Regions from separate parts of the Mus musculus genome. Here all the other regions are linked to region 2. The links are chromatin contacts, called in public Hi-C and promoter capture Hi-C maps. All regions are on one chromosome and are shown on one strand. The core of a region is the stretch at or near the end of the contact, and the rest is flanking DNA. Distances in the headings are between cores, read along the strand shown. Region 1 holds the start of Sult2b1 (sulfotransferase family, cytosolic, 2B, member 1). Region 2 holds the start of Nomo1 (nodal modulator 1). Region 3 holds the start of Kcnc1 (potassium voltage gated channel, Shaw-related subfamily, member 1).

What was found. Promoter capture Hi-C pulls out the DNA fragments that hold promoters and counts their contacts. Hi-C and Micro-C count contacts between places; a contact is called where the count stands out from the background.
Region 1: a contact with region 2 is called in a promoter capture Hi-C map of hippocampal neurons, with 4 times the contacts expected there. The contact joins the promoter of Sult2b1 here to the promoter of Nomo1 in region 2. A contact is called at or near these places in 9 of 39 promoter capture datasets (the C10 cell line, HPC-7-derived erythroid cells, cranial neural crest and 6 more), 2 of 15 datasets of contacts at CTCF or cohesin (large pre-B cells and pro-B cells), 4 of 484 Hi-C or Micro-C datasets (the AML12 cell line, CD4 T cells, the G1E-ER4 cell line and 1 more), 14 of 115 datasets of contacts at active chromatin or transcription factors (the SCID.adh cell line, bone marrow-derived macrophages, double positive thymocytes and 10 more) and 4 of 9 other capture datasets (adipose tissue, liver, macrophages and 1 more).
Region 3: a contact with region 2 is called in a Hi-C map of CD8 T cells, with 4 times the contacts expected there. The contact joins the promoter of Kcnc1 here to the promoter of Nomo1 in region 2. A contact is called at or near these places in 2 of 484 Hi-C or Micro-C datasets (CD8 T cells and embryonic stem cells) and 1 of 115 datasets of contacts at active chromatin or transcription factors (memory CD8 T cells).

What each region holds. Positions count from the first base shown.
Region 1 is chr7:45,741,068-45,743,767 of GRCm38.p6, reverse strand. It overlaps Sult2b1 (sulfotransferase family, cytosolic, 2B, member 1), which reads left to right and starts at 1,290. Exons shown (of 6, transcript NM_001360784.1): 1 at 1,290-1,714. The coding sequence starts at 1,408. It overlaps Gm31597 (a long non-coding RNA gene), which reads right to left and starts at 1,806. Exons shown (of 3, transcript XR_391433.4): 1 at 1,637-1,806.
Region 2 is chr7:46,032,323-46,035,171 of GRCm38.p6, reverse strand. It overlaps Nomo1 (nodal modulator 1), which reads right to left and starts at 1,476. Exons shown (of 31, transcript NM_153057.4): 1 at 1,200-1,476. The coding sequence starts at 1,340.
Region 3 is chr7:46,395,194-46,397,900 of GRCm38.p6, reverse strand. It overlaps Kcnc1 (potassium voltage gated channel, Shaw-related subfamily, member 1), which reads right to left and starts at 1,433. Exons shown (of 4, transcript NM_001112739.2): 1 at 1-1,433. The coding sequence starts at 223.

The DNA.
Region 1 (2,700 bases), core at 41-2,540, 290 kb after region 2:
TAATATCCCTCCATGGCCTCTGCATCAGCTCCTGCTCCCTGACCTGCTTGAGTTCCAGTCCTGACTTCCTTTAGTGATGAACAGCAATGTAGAAGTGTAAGCTGGAATGGGGATTCTAGGTAGGGGCTCTACCACTACAAACTTTCTTCTTTCTTTCTTTCTTTCTTCTTTTTTTTTTTTTTCGTTTTTCAAGACAGGGTTTCTCAGCCGGGCGTGGTGGCGCACGCCTTTAATCCCAGCACTCGGGAAGCAGAGGCAAGCAGATTTCTGAGTTCGAGGCCAGCCTGGTCTACAGAGTGAGTTCCAGGACAGCCAGGGCTACACAGAGAAACCCTGTCTTTTTTTTTTTTTTTTTCCGAGATAGGGTTTCTCTGTGTAGCCCTGGCTGTCCTGGAACTCACTCTGTAGACCAGGCTGGCCTTAAACTCAGCGATCTCCCTGACTCTGCCTGGGACTTAAAGTGTGCGCCACCACACCCCAGTGTCTTTTCCTTTTTGAGTCCAAATCTCCCTGTACTTTTGGAGTTGGCCTTTAGTTCTCTGTCCTCCTGTCTCAGCCTTTGGGAATGACCAGCGTGATGTGATCCACTGGTCTCACTCACAGAGGTCCCACCAGTCAGAGGAACGAAGCAGATGCGGCATCCAGAAGCCAGGCTGTTCTTAGGAACTTTTAGTGGGTGCGTTTCTTCAAAACAAAGCAATATGCTGTGGTTTCCTTTTCCCTCAAAACATGAAACCAAGGGTTGTAGCGTGGTGGTCGAGTGATAGCCTAATGTGTCAGCATCAAGGCTCAAGCTCCATCAGTACAAAAAAATCAGTAGATAAAATATGTGTCCCACATGAGCCTGGTGGCCCAAATCTGTCATCCTAGCTACTTAGGAGGCTGACACACAAGAATCAAAAGTTCAAGACCAGCCAGAACAGCTTAGTGAGACTCTGTCTCCAACAAATTAATAGAGGGCTGTGGGCGGGGCTCACAGTGCGGGGGGGGGGGGGATGGGGCGGGGCTCCGTAGTGGACCACTTCTTGCACCATTCTGAAAGGTCTAGGTTCAGTCTTCTCTTTGGAAACTCGGTTTCGTGGCTGCGTAAATGCGTCATGGCTTTGGGACAAACAGCTAGATCGTTTTAGCTTCTCGGTGAGTCATCGTGGGTTCTCACATGGGCTCTGCAGCGTGCAGCGTTGGCGGGGGCACCTGCCACCTTTGGCTTGGGTTCCTCGTTCGGAAAATGGCCTGATGACGTGGTGTCGCCCTCCAGGGTTGGGATGTGGAATAGACATAAGGAGAACACTTAGCTCCACTTTGCAGACATGAAGTACCCTTCCTCCTACCAGAAGCGTAGCTTTGGGCGAGTCACTCCCACCCTCCACGCTCAGCTTTCTACACCCATAGTGTGGGGGCGACAGTATGACATCACGGGACTGCTGTGGTGGAGTTGAAGTGGATCTACTCCTCAGGTGGACACACGGGGCTCAGAGAAAGGACACTCCTCACTGGCGTGTGAATGGAGGGCCCTGCGACTCTTGCCCACCTCCTTGGTCTTCTTTACACGTGCCCTTCCCCTCTTTCAGCTGGAATTTTGGAGGTGAATACTTCAGATACAAAGGTATCCCTTTTCCTGTCGGCATGTACTCACCGGAGAGCCTCAGTCTGGCTGAGAACACTAGCAACGTGCGGGACGACGACATCTTCATTGTCACCTACCCCAAATCAGGTACCGGTAGTGCTAGTCTGGGCTGGGGAGGAAGGGAGGAGAGAAGGGAGGAGGAAGGGGAGGAGCCTGCTTTGCAGAACCCGGCAGCTTGTCCTCTGCTAACAGTACCTTCCTTTGCACTGCGCACTAAGTCCCTGCTCCAGGGAGACTCTGAAGGCCTAGCTAATGTCCCCTCCCCTCTAGGGCTGCCACAGTGTCCCCAATCCTTCCCTGTCTCCCAAGCCTTCACAGCACTGAGTGCCACCAGCCGCGCATGGTTTGCTGGGTAATTTGTTCATTTTTGTTGAGAAAGGTTTTCATGTAGCCCAGGCTGGCCTTGAACCTCAGCTGGTCCTGCTGTCTCAGTGTCTCGGGTTCTGGAATGGCAGGTGTGTGCTGCTGGGCACAGTGTCACTGGGTAAACCTCTGCTTATCCACTGGAAGGTTAATCTGGCTCTCTCTGAGCGCTCTGTCTGCCCTGGCTGTTGCTTGTTCTCGGAACCGCGCGTGTCTGTGGAGGAGGTTCCTCATTTCGTGTGAATTCGCATGCAGACTACTCCACAGTCTTCACAGAGAAGGAAAGCCACTGCGCATTCTGCTTCTCTCTTTGTCGCTGTAATAGACCACCTGACCAAAAGCAACCGAAGGAAGACAGGCCCTGTGTGGCTTACACTTCCAGGCCCCAGCCTTATCACAGAGAAGCAACGCAATCAGGAACAGAAGCAGAAATCACACAGGATCCTGCTGTGACTGCCTGGCTCCTTAGAGCTTGCTCAGCTAACTCTATAAACCCCAGGCCCCTGCCCAGGAGGGGCACTGCCCTGAGTGGGCTAGGACCTTCTCTATCAATTAGCTATCAAGAGTGTGCCCCCGGGCAGCATATGTCTTTAATCTCAGCACTAAGAGGGCAGGGGCAGGTGAGTTCGAGGCCAGCCAGGGCTACATGGGGAGACAAATAGTAAATAAACAAAAAACATATTTAAACAAATAAACAATGATAAAAGAAG
Region 2 (2,849 bases), core at 227-2,726:
GCACCACAGTTCACAATGGACCACAAAACCTACTCTCTGCTCTCGTAATCCCTGTTAGTGCTTAGGGGTGAGGTGACTGTCCTCTGACACCCCTGACTGTCCTCTCCTTCCTCTCAAAGCTGCAGAAAGCTCAAGCTGAAAAGCCTTCCAGGGCAGCTTCTGAGATGCCCAATGCTACAAAGCCAGTAGGTGGCACGGCCCCTGGTGACATGGAACCAGGACATACTCCTGTAATCCAGCACTGTGGGAAACAGAGGCAAGAGTGTCCAGAGTTCAAAGCCAGCCTTGGGTATATTGTAAATCTAAGGCCATACTGTGTCTCAAAAAATTGGAAAATCAATTATAAATCAACCAACGAGGTAGAGGGACTCTACAGAGAAAGCCTGGAAGATGACAGTTGATTCTCCGCGTCGGGAAATCTTACACCACCTCTAACCCCACCTAGAAGAAAGGTAGTTTGAAGAAAGGCTACGCCCACAGGAATTCAGGGTGGGAACGGCTTCTCACCTTTTCCCCCCGGCCCCACTGGGTCAGCTCAAAGGGCTCTCGGGTGCCCTTCTCTTTGGCACCTCCACATTTCTCCTCCTTGGGCACCAGTCTTTACCTCTTCCCATCTCCCTCCTTTCTCTGGCAGCACTACCAGCCCTCCTGGGAAAACCTAGCCTAGCTCTCTCTCCAATCCCCTGTGTCTACTTCTACCCCACCCCCTCTTCTCACAGGCTTTCTGGGTCAGAATCCCACCGGGTTGATAACCACTTCACATTAACTTTCGACTCAGTCAAAAATAACTCCACAAATCTCTAGTGTAATTCCAGCAACTATGCAAGGTGGCTGGCAACTTTAAAAAGGAGAGGTGGGGAAGGTAGGGCAGCTTCGCAGCCCCAGAGGTTGTTACACTGTTCCATGTCAGGACTTAGCAATGGGAATCGATCATCTTTAAATTCATCCCAGGGAGGATGGAGGAGCGGTAAGTCCGAGCCTTGGGGTCTTTAGTACGGAGAGTGACACGTGTGGTTTCCAAGTTCTGCAATATGGGTTGGGCAGATTAGAGTTTCGGAGGTCCTGGTATGGGGGAGCCGGGGTCGGGCAGACCCTCTCGGCCTTCCCGCTCCTCGGCGCGGCTGAGGAAGAGTGCAGAGCAGCCGAGAGCCTGGCCAAGGGTCATCCAGCCCACCCGGCTACGCGCGGCCGGGGCTCACCTCGATGAGCGAGTAGTTGATCTCCACGTCCGACTTCACGAAACCCCCGCAGCCTACCACGATGTCCTCGGAGCCGATCGCGCGCCCCGCGCCGCTCAGTAGCAGCAGCAGCAGCGCCGCGGCACACCGGCCCGCACGCATGGCCCGGCCTCCGCGTGCCTACCCTCCGCAACCCGCCCGGTCCCGCCCCTCACACCGCACGCAGCCGGCTCCTTCCTTCTCCTCGCTGGGCTGACAAGCCCAGGACCCGCCCCGGAGCTGCTCTGCGCAGGCGCGCCGCGGCCCTGCGCCCACGCCCCCAAGAAAGACCGACGCGACACGCGATCCGCCCGGAATGATGGCCGCTTGCGCCTCTGGCGTCCTGGAGGACTCTGCGCAGCCTCTGGAAGGAACAGCCCAGACAGGCTTCCACTTCAGAGTCATCGTCACGGCTAAGAGCTTTTTTGTTGATTAATGTATTCAACAAAGCCCAAGTCTTTTTGACTCACATATTTCACGCCAGATGTAATTTCAAAAAGCCCTTTAGAAATGTGTTATTTAGTTCTTTTTCCCACGACGCCATCTCTTACCAGTGCTTGACTGTATATTAAAATTTTGTTTTAGCCAAACAAGTCTAAGGCTTGCCTGAACCACAGGGCACATTCAAAACCAACCTGGGCAACTTTAGCCCTGCTTGGGTTACATAGAGAGTACTAGGGTAACCAGAGAGTAAGGGTGGGGGGTTGGGGGGTGTCTTGGGTTGACGGCAGTCAGTAAAGTGTCTCACAATGATAAGGATCTGAGTTTGACCCCCAGAACCATGCTAACACCAGCAACCTCAGCACTGGGGAGGTGGAGACTGGAGGACCCCCGGGGCTCACTGTCTAGTCTAAGGGGAGAACAGTAAGAAGCTCAGTCTCCGAGGATGTGGGTCACCTTCCTACCTGACAGTGATACTCCAGGCGTCCTCTGATGGATGTGCTGGGGCAGAAGGTTTATTATAGACATCTGGGAGAGCACAGCCAGAGGCGGGAACATCTGGGAGAGTCCAGAGTGAACGTGACCCTGAGCCATGAGAAGAGACAGGGAGGGGAAGGGAGAGTGGAGAGAGGGGAACCAAGTGCAGCAGCCAGGAGGCACAGAGGTGTAGCCCTGGAGAGTTCAGGGCAGGGGATGGGGGATGTCAGCCATGGTGGCCCTGTAAGAGTTAGGAGCTGAGTGTTGCTGATAGAACCTGGGGGCCAGGTCCGCTTTAATATGTTAAATAGGCACCTCAGCGGTGTGTCCCAGGTTTGACACCTCACACTGCTTCCATGATGGACGATAGAATTTGAGGTAATCTGGAATCTGTGTTCCTGGGCCATGGCTCAAAATGGCTCCAGAATAAACTATCTATTATTCCCCTTAAGATGAGAGCTCTGGTTTTGTGTTGACACACCCACACATGTGCACATAAAGAAATCTGTGCATCTGGCTTCTTTATTACCAATGATGTATTTCTGTTGACATGGTTTTCCATTACAAATGATGCTGTACTTGGCTTTGAGACTTCATCTCACTAGGTAGCCCTGGTAGGCCTCAAACTCACTTACATCCCCCTGCCTCTGCCTCCTGAGTGCTGGGGATTAAAAGCATATACCACCTACCTGGCTAAATGATGTTTTCTTCTGC
Region 3 (2,707 bases), core at 184-2,683, 360 kb before region 2:
TGCCGGTGCGGTAATAGTTCAGGATGTGAGCGAAGACGCCCGGGTGGCGGTCGAAGAAGAACTCGTCGGCACGCGGGTCATAGTCGAAGTGGCTGTGGGCGTCCGGCTCTGCCAGCCAGGCAAGCCGCGTGCCGGGCAGCGTGCGCAGCGTCGAGCGGTACGTCTGGTGGCGCGTGCCGCCCACGTTGATCACGATGCGCTCGCTCTCGTCCCCTTGGCCCATCGCGGCGCCCCCTTAGGCATGGCGCGGCCCAGCGACACCCATGGGAGCTGCCGCCAGGGGGAGTTGGCGACGGGGAGGGGGGCGCAGGGCCTCTTCCCCCCTCCCCCCAGCCGTCGGGGGGCACAGAGGACCGCGGCTCTGGCCACCCACCCCAACCAACGAGCCAAGCTCCCTCAGGGGGAGCTGTCAGGCAGGTGCGGGTCCAGGGGTGTGTGCACGGGCTCCCTAGGGTCTTTAAGGCGCCTAGTGTGAGAGGGAGCTGGCCTGGCTGCGGAGGAGGCAGTGGAAGAGAGGAGGGAGGTAAAGAGGGAGGGAGGAAGGGAGTGGGGCGGCGCTCAGCGGCGAGGCCCGGGAGGAGGGGAGAGAGGATGGGGGGGCCGGGCTCCCGGTATCATCTCAGCGGGAAAATGGAGAAACCGACACAAAGCTTTTTAGGGGAAGGTCAGCTGCTCCGTTTCGGGGGCCGGACCGATAGACCAGCCCCAGCTGGGAAAGAGGGGGTTACGAGAAATCCGCGCTTGGCTCTGCGGTGGTCGCTGCAGCGCGCTCCCGGTGCGGTGGGGACGGATGCGGCTTGCTCTCCTCCCTGCGTGACCGGTCCCCTTCGGCTCTCCTTGCCTATCTGCCTACTCCCCTCGGTGGCGGGTGAAGCTGCCTGACCTCCCTCCTCGTTCCTTCTCCCCGCCTCCCGGAGGGGATGGCGGGTCCCCTGGGTAGGGGCACCAGGGTGCTGCCCCGCGGGGCGGCCGCTGAGCGCAGCACCTTGTGCGCTCGGGCTGGGTCAGGGGTTCCGCTGGGCTGCGTTGGGACTCAGGCTTCCGCGGCGGTGCTGAAGGGACAGCTCCCGGACGGCTGCGGAGCTGCGCTGGGCCGAGCGAAGGTTCTCCCGGCCGGGTTTGCTTGGCGGGGCCGGCGGGCACTGGCTCCGGTGTCTCTGCGCCCCGCACTCCGCTCTCTGCTCTAGGAGGGCGGGTGGCGCTGGCAGCCGAGGCGAGGGGCGCTGCCGAGGTCGGGCCCGGTAGGCGGGGGTGGCAGGTCCGGGCGCGGCGCAGCGAGACTGGCGAGGCCAGGGAGGCGAGGCGCGGAGCGGCCACCGCCGCCACCGCCGCCGCCGCGCCGCTGCTGCCTCCGGGCTGCTGCTCCGCTGCCTGCTCGCTTGCTCGTTCGCGCGGTCCGCGTCCAGCCCGCGGCTCTCCGGACACGGGCACACGGCGCGCGCAGCCGCACTCGCCCCCGGAGGGAGGCGCCGCGCTGGGTCCTAAAAAGCCCTGATTCTGCGCCCCCCTCCGAGGCCGGCACCGAACCCCGCCTCCCTCAACCCTGGCGCTGGGGGCGCCCGCCCTTCGTTGCCTCTTGCTCGGTGGGGACCCGCCGACGCTCCGCCCTAGGGGAGCTCCACTTGTTGGGCGGAGGCTCCCAGCGACGTCTGGGCCCGCGCCCCCGTCACACCGAGGTGAGAAGGGCGGCGGCCAGCTCCTCTTCTAACCCAGGAGCCATCTGATACCCTGAGCAGACAAGCCATTCCTTGACCAGGACGAGACTGACCTCTTAAGGAATCTTTTAATACCGACCCTTCCCGGGGAAGCCTGAAGGCCCAATGATTCTTTCAGAGATAACTTCTTACAGGGACTGTAAAATAATACCTTTTTCACCATCCCTCTGTCCTAACTCACCATTAATGATCAATCCCGAGCCCCTCTTGATCCCTTTGGCCCCTTTCAGGCCTTGAACCCTTCCTGATTCTAGGGTGGCTTAGTCACAACCATGACAGACAGACCTCAGTTTACCCAGAAAACTGAACTACCTTATGAAAACATGCACAAAGACTGCTCAGCCCCTTGAATACTGGCGGCCTCGCTCCCCTTCAGGCACTCTGGGTGGTGAGCCATGCATGTCCAGGGCTGTGGTCCCTACATACTGGAAGTTAATGCTGGGGACAGAGATCGTATTTCTAACTTCAAAGTCCTTCTGGCCCACGCTTGCCACTCACCCCTAGGTTTATTTAATCAACAGTCATTAGCTCTCATTCCGTACTTGCTCCAGATTCTCTACCAAGTACAAAAATCACACGGGACAAGTCAGACCCAGCTCTCAACCTCCAGGGACTCCCAGCTTTTTAAAGAAGTGAGCAGGTGGGATTGAGAGGGACTGGAAGGTCAGGCCCAGCTCCAGAGGCCACTGGGCTATGAAAGATGCTTATTGATTCCTGTCCACTACAATCGAACAGGCTGCCCCGGCACAGGGGATTTAATTAAGAAGCGAGAGACTCTTACCTGTTGGCTAACAGTGCAGATAGCTGTCTGTCTATACTGACCCCCAGGCACTGTTGCGAGCCTAGGGACAAACCTGTGACCTATCTCCCCACCTGATCGTGGGAATCACAGCACTAATTAAAACAGATCTTCATGTCACAGGGGGAAAGTGCGGGGAGGTAGAGAGGGGGTGAGAGGCGGGAGGCAGAGAGGCAGAGTTATCAGAAAGGGG